Linked DNA regions of Sus scrofa: all the other regions are linked to region 2. Evidence: chromatin contacts called from public HiChIP or PLAC-seq data. All regions are on one chromosome and are shown on one strand. The core of a region is the stretch at or near the end of the contact, and the rest is flanking DNA. Distances in the headings are between cores, read along the strand shown. Region 1 has its middle 33 kb from the start of JUN. Region 2 overlaps LOC102165506 (a long non-coding RNA gene). Region 3 overlaps FGGY (FGGY carbohydrate kinase domain-containing protein). Region 4 holds the start of JUN (Jun proto-oncogene, AP-1 transcription factor subunit). Region 5 overlaps FGGY (FGGY carbohydrate kinase domain-containing protein). Region 6 overlaps FGGY (FGGY carbohydrate kinase domain-containing protein). Region 7 overlaps FGGY (FGGY carbohydrate kinase domain-containing protein).

What was found. HiChIP or PLAC-seq counts read pairs in DNA pulled down with a chosen protein or histone mark.
Region 1: a contact with region 2 is called in an H3K27ac HiChIP or PLAC-seq map of skeletal muscle. The contact joins two enhancer-like sites. A contact is called at or near these places in 1 of 47 Hi-C or Micro-C datasets (fetal heart ventricle) and 2 of 2 datasets of contacts at active chromatin or transcription factors (alveolar macrophages and skeletal muscle).
Region 3: an H3K27ac HiChIP or PLAC-seq map of skeletal muscle shows a contact between it and region 2. The contact joins two enhancer-like sites. A contact is called at or near these places in 5 of 47 Hi-C or Micro-C datasets (embryonic fibroblasts, psoas muscle, retroperitoneal adipose tissue and 1 more) and 2 of 2 datasets of contacts at active chromatin or transcription factors (alveolar macrophages and skeletal muscle).
Region 4: a contact with region 2 is called in an H3K27ac HiChIP or PLAC-seq map of skeletal muscle. The contact joins the promoter of JUN here to the enhancer-like site in region 2. A contact is called at or near these places in 1 of 5 promoter capture datasets (liver), 6 of 47 Hi-C or Micro-C datasets (embryonic fibroblasts, heart right ventricle, psoas muscle and 1 more) and 2 of 2 datasets of contacts at active chromatin or transcription factors (alveolar macrophages and skeletal muscle).
Region 5: a contact with region 2 is called in an H3K27ac HiChIP or PLAC-seq map of skeletal muscle, with 6 times the contacts expected there. The contact joins two enhancer-like sites. A contact is called at or near these places in 2 of 47 Hi-C or Micro-C datasets (both in skeletal muscle) and 2 of 2 datasets of contacts at active chromatin or transcription factors (alveolar macrophages and skeletal muscle).
Region 6: an H3K27ac HiChIP or PLAC-seq map of skeletal muscle shows a contact between it and region 2, with 7 times the contacts expected there. The contact joins two enhancer-like sites. A contact is called at or near these places in 1 of 47 Hi-C or Micro-C datasets (skeletal muscle) and 2 of 2 datasets of contacts at active chromatin or transcription factors (alveolar macrophages and skeletal muscle).
Region 7: an H3K27ac HiChIP or PLAC-seq map of skeletal muscle shows a contact between it and region 2. The contact joins two enhancer-like sites. A contact is called at or near these places in 2 of 47 Hi-C or Micro-C datasets (both in skeletal muscle) and 1 of 2 datasets of contacts at active chromatin or transcription factors (skeletal muscle).

The regions. Positions count from the first base shown.
Region 1 is chr6:153,651,339-153,654,627 of Sscrofa11.1, forward strand. No RefSeq gene overlaps it. Among named protein-coding and RNA genes, the nearest start is that of JUN, 33 kb to the right of the region's middle. Within about 2 kb of position 1,368, at least 50 of the 83 cell types and tissues checked have an H3K27ac peak or open chromatin away from gene starts, as enhancers often do. A contact at or near this core is called in skeletal muscle, where this site is marked.
Region 2 is chr6:153,341,140-153,344,459 of Sscrofa11.1, forward strand. The region is part of intron 3 of LOC102165506 (a long non-coding RNA gene); the gene reads left to right. Among named protein-coding and RNA genes, the nearest start is that of FGGY, 130 kb to the left of the region's middle. Within about 2 kb of position 1,447, at least 4 of the 83 cell types and tissues checked have an H3K27ac peak or open chromatin away from gene starts, as enhancers often do. A contact at or near this core is called in skeletal muscle, where this site is marked.
Region 3 is chr6:152,830,097-152,833,106 of Sscrofa11.1, forward strand. All of the region lies in intron 14 of FGGY (FGGY carbohydrate kinase domain-containing protein), which reads right to left. Among named protein-coding and RNA genes, the nearest start is that of HOOK1, 120 kb to the left of the region's middle. Within about 2 kb of position 1,440, at least 19 of the 83 cell types and tissues checked have an H3K27ac peak or open chromatin away from gene starts, as enhancers often do. A contact at or near this core is called in skeletal muscle, where this site is marked.
Region 4 is chr6:153,684,851-153,687,913 of Sscrofa11.1, forward strand. JUN (Jun proto-oncogene, AP-1 transcription factor subunit) reads left to right here and starts at 1,575. Exons shown (of 1, transcript NM_213880.1): 1 at 1,575-2,785. The coding sequence starts at 1,753. The coding sequence ends at 2,760.
Region 5 is chr6:152,923,192-152,926,375 of Sscrofa11.1, forward strand. The region is part of intron 8 of FGGY (FGGY carbohydrate kinase domain-containing protein); the gene reads right to left. Among named protein-coding and RNA genes, the nearest start is that of HOOK1, 220 kb to the left of the region's middle. Within about 2 kb of position 1,895, at least 3 of the 83 cell types and tissues checked have an H3K27ac peak or open chromatin away from gene starts, as enhancers often do. A contact at or near this core is called in skeletal muscle, where this site is marked.
Region 6 is chr6:152,975,285-152,978,273 of Sscrofa11.1, forward strand. All of the region lies in intron 7 of FGGY (FGGY carbohydrate kinase domain-containing protein), which reads right to left. Among named protein-coding and RNA genes, the nearest start is that of FGGY, 240 kb to the right of the region's middle. Within about 2 kb of position 1,732, at least 11 of the 83 cell types and tissues checked have an H3K27ac peak or open chromatin away from gene starts, as enhancers often do. A contact at or near this core is called in skeletal muscle, where this site is marked.
Region 7 is chr6:153,071,602-153,074,907 of Sscrofa11.1, forward strand. The region is part of intron 5 of FGGY (FGGY carbohydrate kinase domain-containing protein); the gene reads right to left. Among named protein-coding and RNA genes, the nearest start is that of FGGY, 140 kb to the right of the region's middle. Within about 2 kb of position 1,995, at least 8 of the 83 cell types and tissues checked have an H3K27ac peak or open chromatin away from gene starts, as enhancers often do. A contact at or near this core is called in skeletal muscle, where this site is marked.

The DNA.
Region 1 (3,289 bases), core at 118-2,617, 310 kb after region 2:
CAGATTTAAAGCCAAACCTAAGAACTCCAAGGTCCCCCCACGCGCAAGGAGAGGGCAGCCAGTCCCACGGGTCTGGGCAGGCTGGCCAGAGGTCCCAGTGCATCTTCCTTGCCCGAGCCTAGACGAGTGGGTTTGGGCGGGGTCTCCCTTGTCGCAGACGCAGACGGGTCCAGCAGGTGGGACAGGAGCAGGGCTGTGGTTTGCTGTGCTGGCAGCTTGCACCGAGTGAGGGGCAGAACCTTCAAGAGTCGCTGGCACCTGACTCCTCCCGCCTGCTCGCCCAGCGGGAATCCGGGCTGTGGCTCCGCCTGCGCCTGGGCTCTGGACCAGCCGCCCTCCCGCGCGTCCCTTTTGCTTTTACCCCAGCCGCGCTGATTCCCTGCAATTACTCAGAATCGCGCCCACTTGGTTGGCTTGGTGACAAAATCAGCAGTGGCTGTCGGAGGACACCTATTTACAAACAGGACCCCCCGCCCTCAGCAGAAAGCACCCCAGGCCGAAAGCCTGGGTGTCTTGGTTCTCCTCCCGCTTTGGCCCCGGGGAGAGTGGTTTCGGGCCTCAGTTTGCCCATCTGTGTAATTGACGTTAATGTTTCTGCACAGTCAAGCGAAAGATGTACGTTGTGAAAACAGCCTGAAATTTCTTTGAAGTTTCCTACTTTCAGCTACCACAATTCTGAAAGTTATATTCTTCTCCATCATTGTCAGTCTTAATTTTTTTTTAATTTAAAAAGGAGTGAAATTGTCACCCAGGAAATATAGTCTGTGATTTATCCTGTGGTTCTTGATCCCCTGTTTGAGACACCAGTGGAAGCTCTGGAAGGCCCTTTCAACTCCCTTTCATCTGTTAATCTGATTAGTTGTGGTTATTGTTTTATTCTTGCCCATTAAGACTTTTGCGATCTCACTGATGTCCAATAGGGTGGGGAAAAGGCTGGCTTTTGCAACCAGTTATGTTCGGTTAGAATTTCTCGGTCTGCCATTTTTTGCCTATGGGACCTCGTCTAAGCCATTTACACTTGCTAAACCTCAGTTTCTCGATTATAAACTGGGGAGAACACTCGCAGAGTTGCAGGGAGGATTAGGGATGATGTTTATCAAGGGCCTGCTGAGTGACCCATGAAGGACGGTGCTAACGGGTGGGAACTCGGACGGCTTAAGCCTGGATTTCTTCACCCTGCTCCTTCTGGTGCTCCCCCCACCCCCATCCCCCCAGCACCCGGCCGGGGCGTGGCCAGCTCCCAGCCTCCCCAGGCCCGCCTGCAGCGGATGGCATCGGTCCTGCCTCCCGCACTGGCGGCTCCGGGGGCGGGACCCGCGGCAACCTGCGGCGGAAGGCTGGGCTTTATTTACGCAAAAGCCGCGGGTGGAAGCTGGCCTTGTATGGACGAAATACTGGCTGGCCGGGAACGTCGCCTGGGGAGGCAGTAAGAACCAGCCCTCGCCCGATAGGAATCTGTGAATAAATACATAACCTAACTCAAAGAATGCGTTGAAATCCCCCCCACCCCAGCCCCAGGATCACGGAAACACGACCCAAGGGGGCCTTGGGAATCCTTCCACACGCCCCATCCTATCTGATAGTTTGACTGAGTGAGGCTCAAATGATTCTCGAGTTATTATCAAGCTAGGGAGCCTGCCACCCAGTTGCCGCCGTCCTAGGGTCGTCTGGGGAGCGACTTCGGGGCTGGGAGTGAGATCTGGGTCTGAAACAAAGAAGGGAAAGGGAACCCCCTTTATGGGCACCTACTCGTGTGCTAGGCATTGTTCCTATGTGATTTCATTGACTCCTCACACCAGGCTTTGAGAGAATTTATTCCCATTTTTCATCTAGCGAAACTCTGGATCCGATAGGTAGGCGAAGTCACTTGCCCTTGAACACAGAAGCCGGTAGATGGAACAGCTGGATTCAAATACAATTCTGTCCAGTGTTCTTTCTACCCAACAGTTCCGTGCCCCTCGGGGTGGGGGTGGGGGGCCGCAGGGGTAAAGCGCAAAAGAGGCGGTTGCGACCTCAGGACAGCCGCACAATGACCCAGCTACCCAGCTGTTTCTGGGCGCCGCCCCTTGCCGGGTTTTCCTTCCCCTACCCACAGGACGTCCAAAGCCTCTATCTTCCAGTTCCACCTGTCAGCTGATTCGCTGCCACCCCGCCCGCTCGCCTGATTTGGCAGCCGGAAGTCTCACGCCCGCCCGTGACCGCTGACCTAGAGCCTCTAGTCTTATCATTGCCAAAGCCAACGTCGCCCTGGAGGTCAGACAGGTGCGCCCAGGGCGCGCATTTCTCTGGCCTCCGCCCTAGTCACGGGGCTGCATCCGGTCCGGGAGCAACAGAAACTGGTCCAGCCGCCCCTTTCCCGGCAGGGCCCCGCCCACGCCCACCCCGCGGAGACCCAGAACAGGTTTCTTCACTTTCCCTGGCCCAGTTGCTGCCGGGGGCGAGGAAGGGAAGCTGGTTGCTCAATGTGGCTGCCTATTGTTCTGGTTCTCATGAGACTTGTGGACGAGCCATCAGTCAGGTAGATTCAACTCAAGCCACCCAGCATGCACAGTGACTTGTGCACCAAGCTATAGCCAACAAACCCTTAGGATTCATCATGTGACACTTAGACCCGTGCTCTGGGCACTGGCCAGCCAGCATCAGGTTCCAAGAAGGTGAGCAGAATGGGTCAATCACCCAGTCCTTTGGGTCCATCTAGCAGTGAGTGGGTGTGGGAGGCCATTGTCAGGAGTGGCTTGGGGGTGGTACACACTAACCTGTCATTGGCCCTCCATCAGTATGTGCCCAGTGACCCTCAGGGACTGTCCCAGAAGCCTCGGCTCCTTTGCTTTAGATCTCATGACCAAGAGGAAAGCTTGGGCAGAAAATCCCCACAAAGGACAGAATTTATACGCACATATTTACCGAATGCCAGGCCTTGGGGAGATCACCATGACCCAGACACAGAGCTCACCTCACCAGTCCCCGCCTAAGGAAGAATCAGACAGTTAACAAGTCTCTCTCTCTCTTTTTTTTTTTTTTTTTTTTGTCTTTTTAGGGCCGCACCTGCAGCACGTGGATATTCCCAGGCTAGGGGTTGAACTGGAGTTGCAGCTGCCAGCCTGCATCACAGCCACAGCAGCACCAGATCCCAGCCACATCTGCAACCTAAACCACAGCTCACGGCAATGCTCGATCCTTAGCCCACTGAGCAAGGCCAGGGATCGAACCCGAGTCCTAGTGGATACTAGTCGGGTTCGAGACCTCTGAGCCCAACGGAAACTCCCGGTAACAGATCATTTTAATATGG
Region 2 (3,320 bases), core at 197-2,696:
ACCTCCCGGCCCCCCCTCTGCTGTGGGGGGTGGGGGGGAGCAGTCTGCTCCATCGCAGCTGGCAGAATAGGTGTCGCCTCAAAACTGCCCCACTGCCTGGAGCCAGGGGCCTTGCCAGCAGGGTATATAGTCTCTTCTGTCCAGGAGTTTCCAGAACTTCGAGAAAGCGTGTGTCCAGGCCAGCTGCCCACCCAGACTTTTCCTAAGCTGTTTAACATTCCACCACTCCCTCCCTGCCTTGAAGGAGTTCAAACCCAGGTTGCAAACCACTGGACTCCATGCAAAAGGAGATTGAACTCAATGACCTCTGAGCTGGTCACGTAAGACTGGCATGAATTAAGGGAGAAAATGTTTTTTCAACTAGAATTGTTTTCTCCTTGAAGGCAAGGACCGTATAATTTGTTGATTTGGCCTCATAACTAGATTTACCCTTCCCATGGGCTCCACTCCCACCCCACCCTAGTCTAGGATACCACCGGCATTGCCCCAAATCACCAGTCTTCCTGCATGCATCTTGTTCCATTCCAGCCGAATGACCTTTCCAAGTGTATCACATTATCTCTCTGGCCTTCTTCTAATGGATTTTAAGACCAAAAGTTTTTCCCAACCAGTCCACATTGCATTCCTCGCTTATGGCTATGCCTTTGCACCGATGCCCTGGCCACCCCGCTCCTCCCCTAACTCACATTCTCATGGGCTGTTTTCCCTGCTCTGGGTACCCCCAGGTTCCCCCATGAGCTCCTCTTCAGCCCACAGTCTCAGCCACTAACATGGGGAACCAGTCCTTCCCTCGAGCCCTCTTCATTCTGGGCTGTAATTTTCTGGTCCATTTTCTGGCTCTCCTACCGGGTGTAAGCTCCAGGCAGGCTGCATCTATGTTTGTTTGTTTGTTTGTTTGTCATATTCTCAGCATCCAGCCCACAAGGCCTGAGACCCTTACTCCTAAGAGGTACTTAATGAACACATTTGCCTTCCATGGATCAGGGCTATCCTCAGAGGTGAGGTCAGACTCCTTGCCCCTCCCACCCCTGCCGAGCTTGAAAGGCCCCCAATGTGGAAGCCATTAGTGCACCCTCCCCCTGCCCTTAACTGAATTTGCTCGGAAGAGGCAGGAGCTTTTGGAAGCACCTGAATCCGATTATAGAGCTTGGAACCAAAGCCAGGCATAATCGGGCCGCCTCACCCATCCCCACCCTCCTTTTTAGCCAGATGACCAGCATCCTGCCCCCTCAGGCACCCTGCCTGCATGTTCTGGCGGTGACAGCAGTGCCACCACTGAATGGGCAGCTGTGGTCACATTTAGAGAGGGTGAGGCAGAGATACCCACTTCAACTCTGACATTCAGTCCGTCTCTTGTGACTCGGGTTGCCACTTGCCCCTAGGGCTGCAGGATGCAAGCAGGGCTAACCGTTTCATTAGATATCTGTGACATGGAAAAGGTCAGACAAGTGGGCTGGGCTGCTGAGTCACCGGGCTTGAGTGTCCATCCCTGAGACTCTGCCATCGTAGCCTGCCCATCTCAAGGGGCACTCGGTCACTCTCTGAAGCCAGTGCGATGCCTGGAATGGAGTCAGGGCAGGGTATGCAGGGGAAGATGCCCCTTGTCTGTCTCTATAAAGGGAGATGATATAACATGGTTGAGAGGAGAGCAAGCTTGGAGCAGATGCCCCTGGGTTGAAATGCCATCTCTGCAGCACTAGCTGGTACCCGAAGCAAGTTGCTTAACGTCTTCCTCCGACTCTCAGATCTTCATTTATATGGGCCCCAAAATATTTCCTAACACATAGGGCTGCTGGGAGAATAAGTGAAGTAAAGGATGAAAGGAACTTAGCAGAGAGCTTGGCGAACGGGCACCTGTCCGCAAATGGTAAGCACTATTACTTGGACACGCCGATCTCTCCGTGGATACTTGATCCCTGGGGAACACGATGTCTCCCCACAGTCAGCGGGCTCTGGCCTCCGCCGCCCCACATCCACAGTACATATCTGGGGCTTGGGGCATTTCAGTTACAATGAGGGCGAGCCAGGGAGAAATGAAAAGGAAGTAAAAGGCTAGGGGCATTTTTAGAATTTTACTATCTCAAACGGACAAATCCCTTCCTGATGGTTGTGTTGGTCCCAGTGGAAACCAGATGCATAGGTAGACATAGGGCCACACAGGCAGCCCAGCAAGCAGGGTCTTACCACGTCAGGCTTTTTGTCCTGGGCAGCTGGAGAATGCTGAGTTTGTTAACCGAGACCTCTGAAACACGCACCCTTTTACCATTCACCAAATTCACACCAAGGCTGTGGCCTTTGGCTCAAGATCCTCTTCCCCCTTCATCTAATACTTCTACTCCTCCAAACAGAGGGAAAACATCAAAGCACTCTTTGGACAACACGGAGAAGACCAAATTTGCTCAGCGGCATTTGGCAAGCTGTTTAACCTTCCTTATAACCTAGCTATCTTTAGCCTCCTTGATGCTATTTTCAAATGTCAAACGAGCAAATATTGCTTCCAGAATGGTTCTGATCTGGGATGTGACAGGATGCGTGGGGGTGGGGAGATGAGCAGGAGGTAGGGATAGTAAAGGAGCCTTCTGGTCGTGGGTGAGATCATACACCAGCTTTACAACTGCCCAAATTCTCTCCCTTCTACTGGCTCTGACACCTCCTCCAGGAAGCTGACCTGTTTAAGGGCAGTGGGGCATTCAGTACCACCGGGGCCTCATGTAGAGGGACATCTGCTTATCTGACTCTGGAGCCAGACCTGGACATCACATTAGCCAAAAGAGCAAACTGAATCTTGTGTACCCAGCCCAGTCTAAAAATATTCATTCGTTCATTCATTCTGCAGGTATTTACTGAGCAGCAACTATGGGCCAGACATGGTAATAGGCACTGGGGACACACGAGCTTGCTGAGGTTGATGCCCATTGGAATTGTCTGGGGAGTTAATGAAATGAAGCTCTGGAGCCCCACCCCCAAGAGTCAGTGCAGCAGGTTTGAGGCAGATCTGGAGCCTGAATTTTGAACCAGCACACAGGCATTCTGCTACAGGTGGTCCAGGGTATGAGAACCCCTAGGCTAGCTTGTAGCAACATCTGTTTCCTGAGTACCTCCCTGGTACTGAACAGGAGGAGCATAGAAATCCATGTTACAACCCCCAGGCCTTGAAGAACTCACCATTCATGTTCACAGCCTCCAGAAAGAGACAGACAAAGCTGCCATTTCAGGGTGCTAAGTGCTCTGAAAGCAGAGGTACAAAGTGGGTTAGGCCCCACAGAGACGGTAACCAGCCCTCAGAGAGCTGAGGAGGCTCTATAAAGGAGAATATTTGA
Region 3 (3,010 bases), core at 190-2,689, 510 kb before region 2:
ACAGGGCTGAGGCTTTAGCTTCCCTAGCCCACTGTACACAGTCAAGCCAAGCTGACACCACCCCCCAGGAGCCCACAGCATCCAACAGTCAAGTGGACACAGGGGTCTCACTGAGAGTCCCTGAACCCACCTTTCCCAACGGGTTCCATTTTGAAATACTGTGTGATTGTATTATTATTAGAGTTAATTAATAATTTTGGGTTATTGCCTTTGAAACCGGAGTCCAGTGCTTCTTAAGTTCAAATGAGACCCTCCAAGGCTGCCATGTGGTGGGGAAAGGGAGGGAGTGACACAGCAAAGAGGAGACACGGCTCAGCTTCTATCTGTTTGATACACTGGCCTTACAAATGGTCCACAACTTTACATTCTGTGAAAACCAGAACCTGATTCTTTCAGTGTAAAGATGAGGAAACTGAGGGCCAAAGAGGTTGACCTCTTGTCCTGGGTTATACATCGAGTTGTTCAGTCACTGAACCAACAAGTGAAGCTGGGGTATGTATCCTTGAAAAAAGAGTAACTGAGACTCACAAGGAACAGTCTGGGGTGGGGCCGGTATGAACACGGAAAGCTGTTTGCAGAGACAGGGCTAAGAGCTAAGTGGGGTTAGCTTGGATTTTACCGGCTAAGGGCTTCCAATCCACATTCCTCCAGTGCAGCACCGTTCCTTTCAGTGGCTGGCTTTTTGGGTAACCAGCCTTCTCAGGCAGCTCAGGGGGAATATGCAATCTCTGCCAACTTCACCTCCATGGTAATACAACACCTGCTCATGCCATACCTGCTACCAGTTACGGATAAGGGAGACTGGGATCCTTCCCGGAAGCTCACCCCCAGGTGGGGTAAGCCGACACTGAAACACCCTAGGGCAGCACTGCAGAGAAGCAGTGGTGAGGGGGTGCGTGTAGACGTGGGCCCACTGTGAGGAGTATCCCAAGGCAGCTTTACAGATGGGTTCCAGTATTATTCCAGTGAGCAGTCCACAGGCTCAAAACATGGCAGGAGTGTATCTTACTAGCTAGCTAACCTTGGGAAAGTACTTAACCTCTTTGTGATTTGGCCTCCTTATCTGTAAAGGCCTCCTTATCTGCAAAGCACAAGACAGATCAGGACCTCATGGGATTTTTGTGAGGATTAAGTGAGTTAATCCATAGTCATACACACAATGACTGCTGACACTTCCTGACTACCCTCTGTTATCGTTTCAGGAGCCCCTTGAAGAGAAGGGTCCCAGTCCCCACCACACCACAATATGCCAGATTCACTAAAGCTAGCGGCTTCCTCATCGTCTAAGCACTTGCTCGAATCTCCGCTTTAGGATTGTCTGTAATTTTCTCCTCCATCGATTTCTGTCTGTAGCCGTTAGTCCGCTTCCTAGGGTGAAAACAACTGCTGTCATCCAGTTATCTGAACCAGCCTGGCCTGTCCGGATCCCTCCTCATCAGAGATGCCGACAGCTGAAAGTGACATGGCCAACTTGGTAGGAGTTTCAGTCTGATCAACTCCATCCAACACCCAGGCTCCTCTGGCCAAAGTGTCAGCTGAGGGGGAGGGGGAGGGGAAGGGAGGTCAATTGTGAGGTGGGGTGAAGCAGTTGCTGGCTTCCCATCTCAGCGGCCTTGTCTCAGAAGGTGCCTTGTCAGTCCCCATGTCCCCAAACATGTAACACTCTACACAAAGGCACTCTGGTGAAACAGGATAACTTCCTAGGGGCATTTAAAGTGTTCCCTTTCAATTTCAGGGAGTCTTCAAAACTGTTGGAGATACATAATAAATCTTTGCTGTTACTCCCAGGCTTGAAATAATTTACAGGCTTTTTTTCTTCAGCAGGAAGCAGTGTTATCATTTAAGAAGCACTTAATGTTGTTCATTTTTTAAAAATGAGACTATTAGCTTATTACATAAAAAAAAAAAAAAAAAGATAGATAAGAGTCAGGGGATGTTGGGCAAAGGATGCTCCCAGGACTCCTGATCCAGTTTATAGCAATCTGTTTCTAGCTGACAATCCCTACTCCCCATCAAGTGTGGCCCTTACATACTAAGCTTTCTATTGTTACTCCCCAGTTGGGATCCTTCCTAGGACTTGAGTGGATATCTTTTTTGCCTGTGTTATTCTTCGGCTTTCATTACCAACTATCTGAAAAGTCCACTTCCTGCTGCTTCTCTGCTCTCCCTAAGTTAGCATTTCCATTTCAAGCCCTCCGTCTTATACAAAACCACACTTCTCTTTCTTGCTTGTAGCTGTTACCAGGGAGCAGCTTATGTAATGGTACTCTCTGGTTTCAGGTTGCTTCATTTTTATTCTTCTAGCCTGACTGTCAGCTCCTTGAAGGTGGGGAACCTGCCCTTGTTTTTCCTCTTGTTCTTTTTTTAAACCTGTAAAACATTAGGCCCTCTCTCCTAAAATCCAATCCTTTGATGTCACCAGTAGAAACAGTGTATTTTCTGTACCAGACAGAAAACAGTGTATTTTTCTGTACCAGACAGAAAAACCTGTATTCAAATATTCAGCTTGAATATTAACAGCCAGTCTGACCTTGGGTACGTTCTTTTAATTTTCTGAGTCTGTTTTCTCATTTGTAAAAATGAAAATAACAAACTTCGAACATAAACTTATTATGAGAACTACATGAGAAACTTTAAATGTTGGTTCTGCAAGGAAATTTCTAAGCGACCAGAGCAATATGAGTTACACATGCAGCTTTCTTGTAATTTGCTTTGAAACAGGAAGAAAATTTGGAAACCTTGAGGAAGAGATATGTTTCAAGAAACATAAACTCTGAGACATACAGACTTCAATTCCTCATGCCATTACTTAATAGCTGTGTGACTTTAGGGAAACTGTTTGCCCTTTCTGAGTCTCTAAATCCTCACTTGCATGATGAGAATAATCACATATATAGTATGGTGAATGGTCCAGAGTGCTGGTTCAAGAAAGAGGAGTTTCTATTCCTTTTGACTAGACACTACCTTGAACTGTGCCCAGCTCTGACTTGTAATCCAGTCAGATCTCCTC
Region 4 (3,063 bases), core at 325-2,824, 340 kb after region 2:
TCTGGAGGGTGAAGTAGGGGCGCGGCAGGGACTTAGATGAACACCCAGTTTCAAGCAATGCAAATCACTCGGCTTCCAGACAGCGCCGCGAACAGTCGCTCTTGAACTTGACCGGGAGACAAATTTCGGAGAGTTCTCAACGTGGGGGGCCGACTCTCCTAAACTTCAGCCCACTTTCACTCGCCCCCACAAGGGCCTTAACAGAGCCACCTTAAGGGCGGTGCTCCCGCCCCCCGGAAATGCGGGGGGGGGCAGGGACCTGGGCGCTTAGCCCGCCCCCTCCCCCCCGCGCGGCGGCGAAGTGCCCGCAGATGACATCGACCCCCTCAGTGACACCCGCCCAGCCCACTCAGGCCGAGCCATCGGGCCCGGTTCCCCAGCCTTCCGGGTCCCCGCATCCCCTGCCTTCCCTGAACTTGAGCCCGCCTCCTTCAGAGGCTGCGAGCCGCCGCCGGAGTCCGCCCAGCTTGCGGCAGCCACCGTCACTAGACAGTCAAACCCCAAGACGTCAGCCCACAATGCACCGGGCGGGCCAGGAAAGACGCGCCGAGGAGGGGAGGGGGAAGAGAGAGGCGCTAGTCGCGAGGAGAGGAGGGAGGGGAGGCAAAAGAAGGGCCCAACTGTAGGAGGGCAGCGGAGCATTACCTCATCCCGTGAGCCTCCGCGGGTCCAGAGAAGAATCTTCTAGGGTGGGGTCTCCATGGCGACGGGTGGGCCCGCCCTCCTGAGAGCGACAAGAGCCAATGGGAAGGCCTTGGGGTGACATCATGGGCTATTTTTAGGGGTTTACTGGTAGCAGATAAGTGTTGAGCTCCGGCTGGATAAGGGCTCAGAGTTGCACTGAGTGTGGCTGAAGCAGCGAGGCGGGAGTGGAGGTTCGCCGATTCAGGCAGGCAGACAGGCACCGTCAGTCGGGGCGGACTGCAAATCTTATTTTCTTTTCCATTTTCTCTCCCACGACCCGGAGCTAACGCCTGTGGCTCCCGGGCTGGTGTTTTGGGGAGTGCCGGGAGATCCCCTTCTCCAGCCGCCCCCAGGCGGAGAGCCCCGCTGCGCGGGCGCTGCTGACAGCTCGGAGAGCGGCCACTGTCCGCACGGGGAAGTCCGGAGACCAGCTGCAGCGGCGAGAAGTTTCCCGGCAAGGAGGACAGGGGACAAGTGGCCGCCGGGTCCCGGAGCGAACTTTCGCAAAGCTTCTCTCCGCCCGAAGCTGCCGCAGAGGCGGTAAAGAAAAGGAGGCGGTGGAGTGAGGAGGACGTGCGCTCCGCTCCGCTCGCACCGGTTGCTGAACTTGGGCGAGCGCGACCCGCGGCTGCCGGGCGCCCCCTCCCCCTCGCAGCGGAGGAGGGGACAGTCGTCGGAGTCCGGGCGGCGGAGACCCGCCGCGGGCAGGCCACCGCGGGCTTTGCGCTGCCTGCCTCCGCCTGGAAGCGAGTTCGTCCGCGGGCTCCGAGGAACCGCTGCTCCCGAGAGCTCACCGTGAGTGACCGCGACTTTTTCAAAGCCGGGAAGCGCGCGCGAGCGGACGAGTAAGAGTGCGGGCGGCGTCTCAACCTTGCGATCCCCCGGAGCGAGCTGGTGAGGAGGGCGCAGGGGGGAGGCCAGCCGGCGGGGGCGCGCGCTCTTAGAGAAACTTTCCTCGCTCACGGCCCCGGGAAGCGCGGGTGTCCCCCGTTTGCCAGCGCGCTGTTGCGGCCCCGAAACTTCTGCGCGCAACCCAAACTCACCCCACGTGAAGTGACGGACTGTTCTATGACTGCAAAGATGGAAACGACCTTCTACGACGATGCCCTCAACGCCTCGTTCCTCCAGTCCGAGAGCGGTGCCTACGGCTACAGTAACCCCAAGATCCTGAAGCAGAGCATGACCCTGAACCTGGCTGACCCGGTGGGCAACCTGAAGCCGCACCTACGGGCCAAGAACTCCGACCTCCTCACCTCGCCCGACGTGGGGCTGCTCAAGCTGGCGTCGCCCGAACTCGAGCGCCTGATAATCCAGTCCAGTAACGGGCACATCACCACCACGCCGACCCCTACCCAGTTCCTATGCCCCAAGAACGTGACTGACGAGCAGGAGGGCTTCGCCGAGGGGTTCGTGCGCGCGCTGGCCGAACTGCACAGCCAGAACACTCTGCCCAGCGTCACGTCGGCGGCGCAGCCGGTCAGCGGGGCGGGCCTGGTGGCTCCGGCGGTAGCTTCAGTGGCGGGCGGCAGCGGCAGCGGCGGCTTCAGCGCCAGCCTACACAGCGAGCCGCCAGTCTACGCTAATCTCAGCAACTTCAACCCCGGCGCGCTGAGCAGCGGCGGCGGGGCGCCCTCCTACGGCGCGGCGGGCCTGGCCTTTCCCGCTCAGCCCCAGCAGCAGCAACAGCAACCACCGCAGCCGCCGCACCACCTGCCCCAGCAGATCCCCGTGCAGCACCCGCGGCTGCAGGCCCTGAAGGAGGAGCCGCAGACGGTGCCCGAGATGCCCGGGGAAACCCCGCCCCTGTCTCCCATCGACATGGAGTCGCAGGAGCGGATCAAGGCGGAGAGGAAGCGCATGAGGAACCGCATCGCTGCCTCCAAGTGCCGGAAAAGGAAGCTGGAGAGGATCGCCCGGCTGGAGGAAAAAGTGAAAACCTTGAAAGCGCAGAACTCGGAGCTGGCGTCCACCGCCAACATGCTCAGGGAACAGGTGGCCCAGCTTAAACAAAAAGTCATGAACCACGTTAACAGTGGGTGCCAACTCATGCTAACGCAGCAGTTGCAAACGTTTTGAGGCGAGACTGTTGGGGGCTGAGGGGCAATGGAGAAAAAAAAAAAAATAGCAGAGAGACAGACTTGAGAACTTGACAAGTTGCGAGAGAGAGGGAGAAAAAAAAAAGAAGTGTCGGAGGACTAAAGCCAAGGGTATCCAAGTTGGACTGGGTTGCGTCCTGACGGCGCCCCCAGTGTGCACGAGTGGGAAGGACTTGGCTCGCCCTCCCTCGGCGCGGAGCCAGGGAGCGGCAGCCCGCGGGCTGCCCCGCTTTGCGAACGGGCTGTCCCCGCGCAAACAGAACGTTAAGACTTTTCTTTAACA
Region 5 (3,184 bases), core at 645-3,144, 420 kb before region 2:
ATGGAAGTTTCCAGGCTAGGGGTCAAATTAGAACTGCAGCTGCCCACCTGCACCACAGCAATGCCAGATCTGAGCTGCATCTGCAACCTACACCACAATTCATGGAAATGCCGGGATCGTATTCGCACCCTCGTGGATACTAGTGAGCTTCCTTACCACTGAGCCACAATGGGAACTCCTGATCTTTCTAATACACAAACCTAATTAAATCACTTCCCTTATGTACATCTTTAGATGCTCCCCATGGCATATGAGACCTGGCTTTGATCTATTTGGCCTAATCATACATGTGGTCATATCCCCCAGCCTTTGTCCCATCATTTTTGATGGCAGTGAGTCCATAAAAGCCTAGAAGTTCCTCAAGTGAACCATCTTCTTCCTCATCTCCAAATCTTCATAAATTCTCTTCTTTCTGTCTAAAAAGGCTGCCTCTCTCACCTTCCCCTGACTAATGCTTACATGTCCTTTTATAAGACTCTGTTCTGTATTACCCGCTCTGGGAAACCTTCTCTAAATTCTGACTTCTTCCCCAGTGCTGGCTTGGCTGCTCCTCCCCGTGTCTTCCCTTAGCTCTCTGTACTTCCACGTTGTGTCCTAACACATGTTACATAGGTCAATGTACATGCCAAGATCTGTAAATACATACATAATACATACTTCATGTGCCATGTGTCGTATGCCTTGCAAATGCCAACATCATCCAAATGCCGGGCATGGCTACCATTATTATTAACATGACAACCTCACCAGCATGAAGAGCAACAACAGACTATAACCATACATCCAATCAGCTATAAGGGAAACGTGGTTAATAAAGCTCAGGCTTGCCAAAGTTTCCTCTCCTCTATTTGGAGGTTTCTGGAAAGGTTCAGAGTTGGTCCTTCTGAGAAACCCAATCCCTTTATTTCTGAGCAAAACAAGAATACATGAAACCTGTTCACAGATCTTCAGTGGTCTGACTGAACAGGAAAGGCGCCAAGCAACTGTGTCATCCAACCAAACGGTCCCCAAATTTGGGATGGAGGGAGGCTGCCAAGTATCGTTTGCAATGTCCTGAATTATTCGCAAAGGATTTAAGACTCCTTAAACTTTCATCTTTATCATTCTTCATTCATCATCATTCTGTCATCCATATATGATCACAACAGAAATGTCATTCATATGTTTCTCATCTACTTACCTCAATGCACCCAAAGTTAATTGCAAGAGAGACCGAACCCCCAAAAAAACTTTGAGGTTCTCCTCAAGTTCCCCCTGATTTTCTTTCCCCTGTGGACAAGAAACCACACGTGGCCTTTCCTAAACCAATGCCTGACTGGCTCCAGGGAGCTCAGACTGGCTTCGGCTTTGGAAGCTCTGAGAGCTGTCTGACCCCAAAGATGTAAAATCATGTCTTATATCTTTTTCACAGTCCCAACAATCTGTGGTGGGTGAACATTTACTAGTTTCTTCTGTGGTGGGGGAGGGGTAGGCGGGGTGGAGGGGAAGGAGCTTCGGGGGGGGGGGTGCCCAGTCTACACAGTAGCTAATCATCAGAGGGATTCTTAGCTCTGTTGCTCTGATGTCACATAGCAAATTGGACCCTTAAAGTCAGAACCATATTTTCTATTTCTGTCACATCCCTCATGCGTGAGCCAAGCACTAACTATCAAGTGGTTCTCAAATATGGCCCAATCAATGCTCTTTTGATTCTAAACTGGCTGTTAGGAAAAGCAGCTCTGGCCTATAGAATTTAGGGTTCCTTTGAAAAGATGCCTGGGAGCAGCCTCACAGTCAAGGCTGATGAGCAGGGACAGAGGAGAATGACATAGCTTTTTCCCCTGTGACAAGACCTTGGCACCTATGACACAGTGCTTCCATTGGCCATGCTCTGATTTTGACTTCTGGGTTGCTGGGGACAGGTTCTCTCCCTGCCCTGCTCCTGTTTAGTTTCTGTGTTTCCCTTATTAAGACCAGAGTCTGGCCTGAGTTATTGTCTCAACAATGTGACCACTGACTTTTGATTTTCTGGTTCGACTCTCAATTTTCTGTCTCAACTTGCTGTGTGACCTTGGCCCTTGGGGTGTTCATCTGAAAAATGGGGCAAACAGGACCTCTTTTCACAGACTTGTAAAGATTAAATGTGACACAGTCTATTATAGGCATTGGTACAGTGCCTGGTACATTCAGTGACTCAGGGAAACGTAGCCTGTATTAATATCATCACCTCCATACTGGCCAAAGTGTACTTCTTATTTATGGATTGGTGTACACAGGGGTGTTTAATTTTAAAAAGTACGATCTGATACCATCTTGACTAGAATGCTAAAGTAGGGTACAGATGTTGTACTGACTCTAGAGAAGAGAAAGCGAGATAAGAAACTATCACCTGGATTCATTTCTACTGGGAAGATCTGTCACTGGGATTAAACACAATTGAGGCTTTACCTTGTTAACAGCTTATTATATAAAGGCAAAGAGAATGTAGGCTGTTTTATTTATTTATTTTGTCTTTTCTAGGGTCACACTTGCATCATATGGAGGTTCCCAGGCTAGGGGTCTAATCGGAGCTATAGCCGCTGGCCTACACCACAGCCACGGCAACTTGGGATCTGAGCCGTGTCTGAGACCTACACCACAGCTCACAGCAATGCCAGATCGCTTAACCCACTGAGTGAGGCCAGGGATTGAACCCACAACCTCATGGTTCCTAGTCAGATTTGTTACAGCACCACGATGGGAACTCCATAGGCTGTTTTATAATGGGGCCTCTTTCAATAAAAGTCACAATTTCTGTGCATGTGCATCCATTGTTGCCTTTTGCAAGCACTCCCCAAAGACCCCACTCCTGCTAATCAGGTTTAGTTCAAGGGAATTTGGGCCATGTCCATACAAGACTAAACCTAAAGAATCCTGATCCTGGAGTTCCGGGAGCTGTAATGTAGGTCGCAGATGAGCTGTGGTGTAGGTCGCAGACTCGGCTTGGATCCTGAGTTGCTGTGCTCTGGCATAAGCCTGTGTGGCTACAGCTCCAATTAGACCCCTAGCCTGGGAACCTCCATATGCTGCGCATGCAGCCCTGGAAAAATACAAAAAGAGCAAAAAAAAAAAAAAAAAAAAAAAAAATCCTGATCTGCAGAACTCTCTCTCTCCATTTTTGGCCTCACAAAAGAAGAGACGGCTAACCTGGCTGGGCAAACAGAAC
Region 6 (2,989 bases), core at 482-2,981, 370 kb before region 2:
GTACCAATTTACATTCCTACCTAAAATTATATCCCTCTCCTGGGCATATATCTGAAAAAAAACTTTCATTCAAAAAGATACATATACCCCCATGTTCACTGTAGCATTATTCACAATAGCCAAGACATGGAAACAAATCTAAATGTACACTGACAGATGAACAGATAGGAAGATGTGGTACATATATACAATGGAATACTACTCAGCAATAAAAAATAATGGTATCTGCAACAACTGCAACTAGAGATTCTCATACTAAGTGAGGTCAGAAAGAAAAAGACAAATACCATATGATATCACTTATATGTGGAATCTAAAACATGGGCACAAATGAACCTATCTACAAAAAAAAAGACTCAGATATAGAGAACAGACTTGTGGTTGCCAAGGGGTTGGGAGAGGGAGTGGGATGGACTGGGAGTTTGGGGTTAGTAGATGCAAACTATTACATTTAGAATGGATCATGGATAAGCAATGGGGTCCTACTGTATAGCACAGGGAACTATATCCAGTATCAGGAGATAGACCATGATAGAAGATAATATGAGAAAAAAAATGACTGGGTCACTATGCTATACAACAGAAATTGACTCAACACTGTAAATCAACTATATCCTAAAAAAAACTTAATTAATAAAAAAATCCTATGTCATTCTATGTTCAAAATAAAATACTCATTTTTTAGATGATCTATATTATGATTTCAATCTACTATGGATAACTGGAAATAATGTAAATAATCTATTTTCTCATGTTGTCTCTCTTTATATTTTCCATTTGCAGTTTCTAGCAAACAGTACTTTCTAGTTCTAGTCAAAATGGGAACAGAAGAAAGTTTAGTGGGAAAATCTGACACTGTCATCGATAAAATGAAGATGGAATATTCAGAGGGATGGGCACAGAAATACTAGAAGGCTCTGGAAGAATATTCAGCAGCTCAGACTGTAGTGAGCCTGGGCAGACTTTGTACACTCTCTACTTCGATTTGAAGAAAGAGAAGAGATAATGGGATGAAGAGACAGGAGCAGAGGCAAAAATCCTCTCACTAAGACAGTGGCCAAGATCAGAGTGGGTATGAGACCCTGAAAAGCAGCATCCTCCAGCCTCAGGCCTGGTGCTGAGATACAGAAGTCGGAGATGGAGAAATGTACTTTCCCATCTAGCTATGCTTCTGCAGTTTGAGTAACAAACATTACAAAGGTGGAGTGCAAAGCCCTGGCAGCAAGTGAGCTATGTCTGAATTTCCAGGGCCTGGGAAAACAAATATCTGCTCCATTCCATTGAAGTGAACTTTTGTTCTAAGATAAAATGAGGTTTTTTTTTTTGTTTTTTTTTTTTTTTTACTGCTTTATCTGTTCCTTTGCAGTATCACCCATTGGTATGACAAATCCTAGCTGCTTGCCCAAAGGCAAATTCTTCAGGTAGAACACTTGACAGTTTTCACACGACAGTCAGTGCCAAGGAAGCTATTTGAATGATAGGTTGATTTTCAGCATCCAATTTCCTCAACTTAGAATTCAAGGCTTTTTACATTTGAGCTTCTGACCTGGAAGAGCTGACACTTGTTGATTGCTCACACAGGTCAGGAAATGGCGCCAGTACAGTACAACCACCAGAGGAGGCGCTGTTGTCATCCCCATTTACAGAAGGGAAATCTGAGACAGCAGTTAAGTAACTTGCTCCTAACAAGTGGCAAAGCTGGGAGTTCAGAATCCACACATGGTACACAGCTCTGATTTCCTGGCCCTCTCTCACTGTTTCCTCATACTTGCACAACAAGTTTGCCATACTGAAAAGACCCATGATGGAGTCAGGCTTTTCCACACTCTTTTCACTTTCCATTCCCGCCTCCTGAAATGCTTGTCCCATTTGCACCTCCTACGTGATGCTTCCCTCACTTGTCCTGGCAGAGCTGGTTGATCCATTCCGTGTGCTCTTGTGACACTTCCCTCACATCTGGGAAAGGCAGTGTGAAGGTTACAATGGGATTTTTCTGATGACAGGTCTGCCTTCTCCACCAGCTGCTAAGCTCCTCCAGAGAAAAGACTGGATCATCTTCAGCCTGGCAGCCCCCATGCCCTACATGGCATCTGAGGCCAAGTATGGGTCTAACACATATTTGCTAATTGAATTATCTGCTACCTTGCTTCTTATACCATAAAATGTTCCCTCTCTTCATTGAGGTCAGTTTCCTCAAATGTCACCACTCTGGATTAAACTTTCCAGAACTCTCTGTACTGGCACTCTCTCACTCCTGGCACTCTCTACTGCTTTACACAGACCTGTTCTTAATAACACTTAGCAGTACCTGATAAACACATAATGATGCATATACAAATACACACATGTACACATATGCCCACACATGCACAAACACACATATCCAAATGTGCATATACATATGCACACACACATATGTATACTGGTATACATACATGTACACAAACACATATGCACAAGCATTCAGCCGTACATGCACATTGCTGAGCATGCCAATAGAGGCACATCTGTGCACACATATGCACAAACACACACATATACACATGCACAGACAGATGTGCACATAAACATATATGTGGATACACAAGCACACATGTGCATGCATACTCTGTATGCATGCATACTGTGTATATAAAAATATTCATGAGTATGTTTCTATGGGAGGTTATGGACACTCCCAACAAGAAGGAAGCTTCATAGGAGCAGGAACTTGTCTCTATTCACCACTATGTCCAAACATCTACAACAATGCCTGGCACATAAAAGGAAAATATCACGTATTTTTTAAAATAAAAGAATGACTTCGCCTTGAACACTTCTATCATTCATAATACACATTCGTTTAGATCCCATCAATCATAGCTAAATATACACGGCACTGCCAGACACTAAAGAGCTTTACAGAATGTCGCTCATTTATTCTTCAAACAACTCTATGAGGTGCGTGCAAGTACTATACCCATTTCAGAGAGGAAAAAAACTGAGGCAT
Region 7 (3,306 bases), core at 745-3,244, 270 kb before region 2:
CCAAAATTATTCATGATTATTAGGAGCAACTATGACTTCTCTTCCAGATCCTCTTCAAATATCAGTCGCCTGGAGTTCCCCTTGTGGCTCCGTGGTAATGAACCCAACTAGTGTTTGTGAAGATGCAGGTTGGATCTCTGGCCTTGCTTGGTGGGTTAAGGATCTAGCGTTGCTGTGAGATGTGGTATGGATCACAGATACGGCTCAGATCCTGCGTTGCTCTGGCTGTGGTGTAGGCCAGCAGCTACAGCTCAGATTTGCCCCCTAGCCTGGGAACTTCCATGTGCCACACATGCAACCCCCCCCAAAAAAAAAAACAGTTGCCTGAGTAATTGTGTAAGGCAACTATAAATGTTTACACAGTGAGATGTGTATACAGATGTGTATATATATAGTGGGATTAGAAACCAATGAAGTTCCAGGTCTCAAAGAGTGCTATTAGCTAAAAAACACAAGAGTTGATATACCTTCCTCGGGCTTGAATAGGGACAGAAGCCCTGAGGATGAGCTAGTAGCCACATCTGGATCCCAACATGATGGAGAACAGGCCAGCAGCCCAGGCTGGCACAGACCATGTGCTTGGCCAGAGCCTGGCCTACAGAGAAGGTCCACTGGGGGTGTGGCAGAGGTCATTGTTCTTAAGGCAAAAACAGGATTATTTCTGCCCTGACACTTTTCTCTTCTGATTATATCTCTGTACAGAACTGGCTGCCTACCACCAATTCAGAAGAACATCCCACCTGGTGGATGTGATGCAAGTTTTTTTTTTTTTTTTCCTTCCTTTTAAGGACCACAAGTGCTGCCTATGGAAGCTCCCAGGCTAGGGATGGAAACGGAGCTGCAGCTTCCAGCCTACACCACAGCCATAGCAATGGCGGGATCTGAGCCTCGCCTGTGACCTAATCACAACTCATAGCAATGCCAGATACTTAACCCACTAAGAGAGGCCAGGGATCAAACCCCCATCCTCATGGATACTAGTCGGGTTCATTTCCACTGAGCCACAACAGGATCTTGCCAAATTAAAGCACTGGGCTCCTAAGGCAACAATGATACTCTGATCCCCACTGTCCCCGCCTACCCCCTCCCCCAGAAGGATGAAGAGAAGGTTCTAAGAAGATGGAATAACCTTGGTGAGAGACTAAGCAAGGAAGAGGAGGAGAGCAAAGCCTTCAGGATGTCATCCTGAGCTCTGGATCCTTCTTCCAAGATAAAACCCATGTCTGAAGTTGCCTCTTCAGCTCTGATTAACGAGGGGTCAGGGAAATGAGGGCTTGTGGTGCCGTATCATGGGCTAGTTGGGACAGATCTTGTAAACACCCACCTCCTGTCCAGTTTCTCTTGACCTTTCTCCAAGAACAGTGGCCTTAGGCAGCGGTCAACAGACGACTAATTTTAGTTTTGGTTATAACATTCAGAGCCAAAGCTCTTCCCTTGCCCAGGCTGAGACGAGACCAACACAAACCTCCTTATTCCTGTCACTCAACCTCTCCTGGTTCCCAGAACCAGGCAGACATCCGCGAAAGGCTAGGGAATCTTACCCTGTGAGCCTCCCCAGAGAAGGGGGAGGTACAGTAGATTTAGGAGTTCTTCACTCACTCACTCTACACCTGTCCATTTCCGTGCTCAGTCCCTTGACGAGTGTTTATTTAGCATCTGCCACCTAACGGGCCCAGGAGTTGGCCCAGGGTACACAGAGCTGGCTGAGATGAATAGGCTGCCTCTCCTGCAGGCAAGGCAGGACAGCCAGAAACCAGAGAGTAAATCACAGAACTGTCTGGGTGCTCAATCCAATGAAGGGCCCTTGAGCGGCATCTCATCTGGGCCAGGGGCTCGGGGACAGATTCCCAGGGAAGGAAGGTTTAAGCTGAAACCAGAAGGATAGTGAGAGCTGTGGGAAAAGAACAGGAAAAGGGCTGGACCAGCAGAAGGTGGCCTGGAATGTGCGCTGTGGAGAAGTCAGTGTGGCCAAAGCAGTTGGGGAGGGTGTGCAGAGAACCGGGGCCGTGAGGCTGCAGGGGCTGGTCATCAAGGTCTATGGCCCAGGCCAAGCGCTGGGGACTCTGACCTGAGAACAGTGGGGAGGCAATGCGTTTCAGGCAAGGCGCTGTCCTGATGAGTGTAAGGTTCAGCTCCTGTCACTGTTACTTCTATGACATTGGGTGGGTCACAGTGCCTCCTTTGATCCACCAATAAAATATGTCCTTGCCTTTTCTTTTCTTTTTTTTTTTTTTTGCTTTTTAGGGCCACACCTGTAGCATATAGAAGTTCCCAGGCTAGGGGTTGAATTGGAGCTGCATCTGCCAGCCACAGCCACAGCCACAGCCACGCCAGATCCAGGCTGCGTCTGTGACCTATACCACAGCTCATACCAATGTCAGATCCTTTAACCCACTGAGTGGGGCCAGGAATCAAACCCGCATCCTCATGGATACTGGTCGGGCTCCTTACTGCTGAGCCACAACAGGATCTCCCTCACAAACATGCTTGTATTTTGCGTCTACTCTGTGCCAGCCACATGTCACCAATGCGACGGGACAGGGAACAGAACAGGTCCTGCCATTCTTGGAACTTACATCCCAGTGGGGGCGTCAGCTTGGCAAATACGCCAGGGAGGAAACCAGCAGGGTGACGAGGAGGAGAGTGACCTGGGAGGCTGCCTTGGGGCAGGATAGGCAGGGTGGACCTCTGAGGAGAAGACCCTGGATCTGAGGCCTGAGGAACGACAAAGGTCCTTCAGAACAAGGAGAGACTTGGGCAGAGTGACTGCAAAGGCCTGGGCAGCTGAGCACGTGGAGCTGAGCACAGAGCCTGAGGCACAGGGCCAGGCTGGCTAGGGAGGCGGCATCCTGATGGCACAGGGCCTCCTTGGAGGGGGCATGTTACTGCATGAGCAACAGAGGCTGATGAATGGCCTGATCTCAGTGACACTGTAAGGTCACTTAGGCTGCTCTGTGGAGGATGGGCAGGAAGGAGACCTGAGTGAAGGAGTGAGATCCGGAAGGGGCTTCTGTCCTTCCTTTCTCCACTGCGCAGAGCACACTTCATCACCCGCCAGCTACCGGCTTCATGACCTTGGGCACGTTACTCAACCTCCTGGCATCTTAACTGTCCTCATCCACAGGGGCAATAACACCCCCTGCCTCACACTGGGCTCTTGAATACAAGTTGCCGTCATTTGCAGGAACAGGGCATGGCTAAGCGCTCCATACACCTGAGCCGTTCTCACTTCCTCACTGTTCTTTCCCTGTCTGTCTCTGCGACTGGATTCTGAGCTCCTCACCTTTACCGGCCCAGCACCTGTTC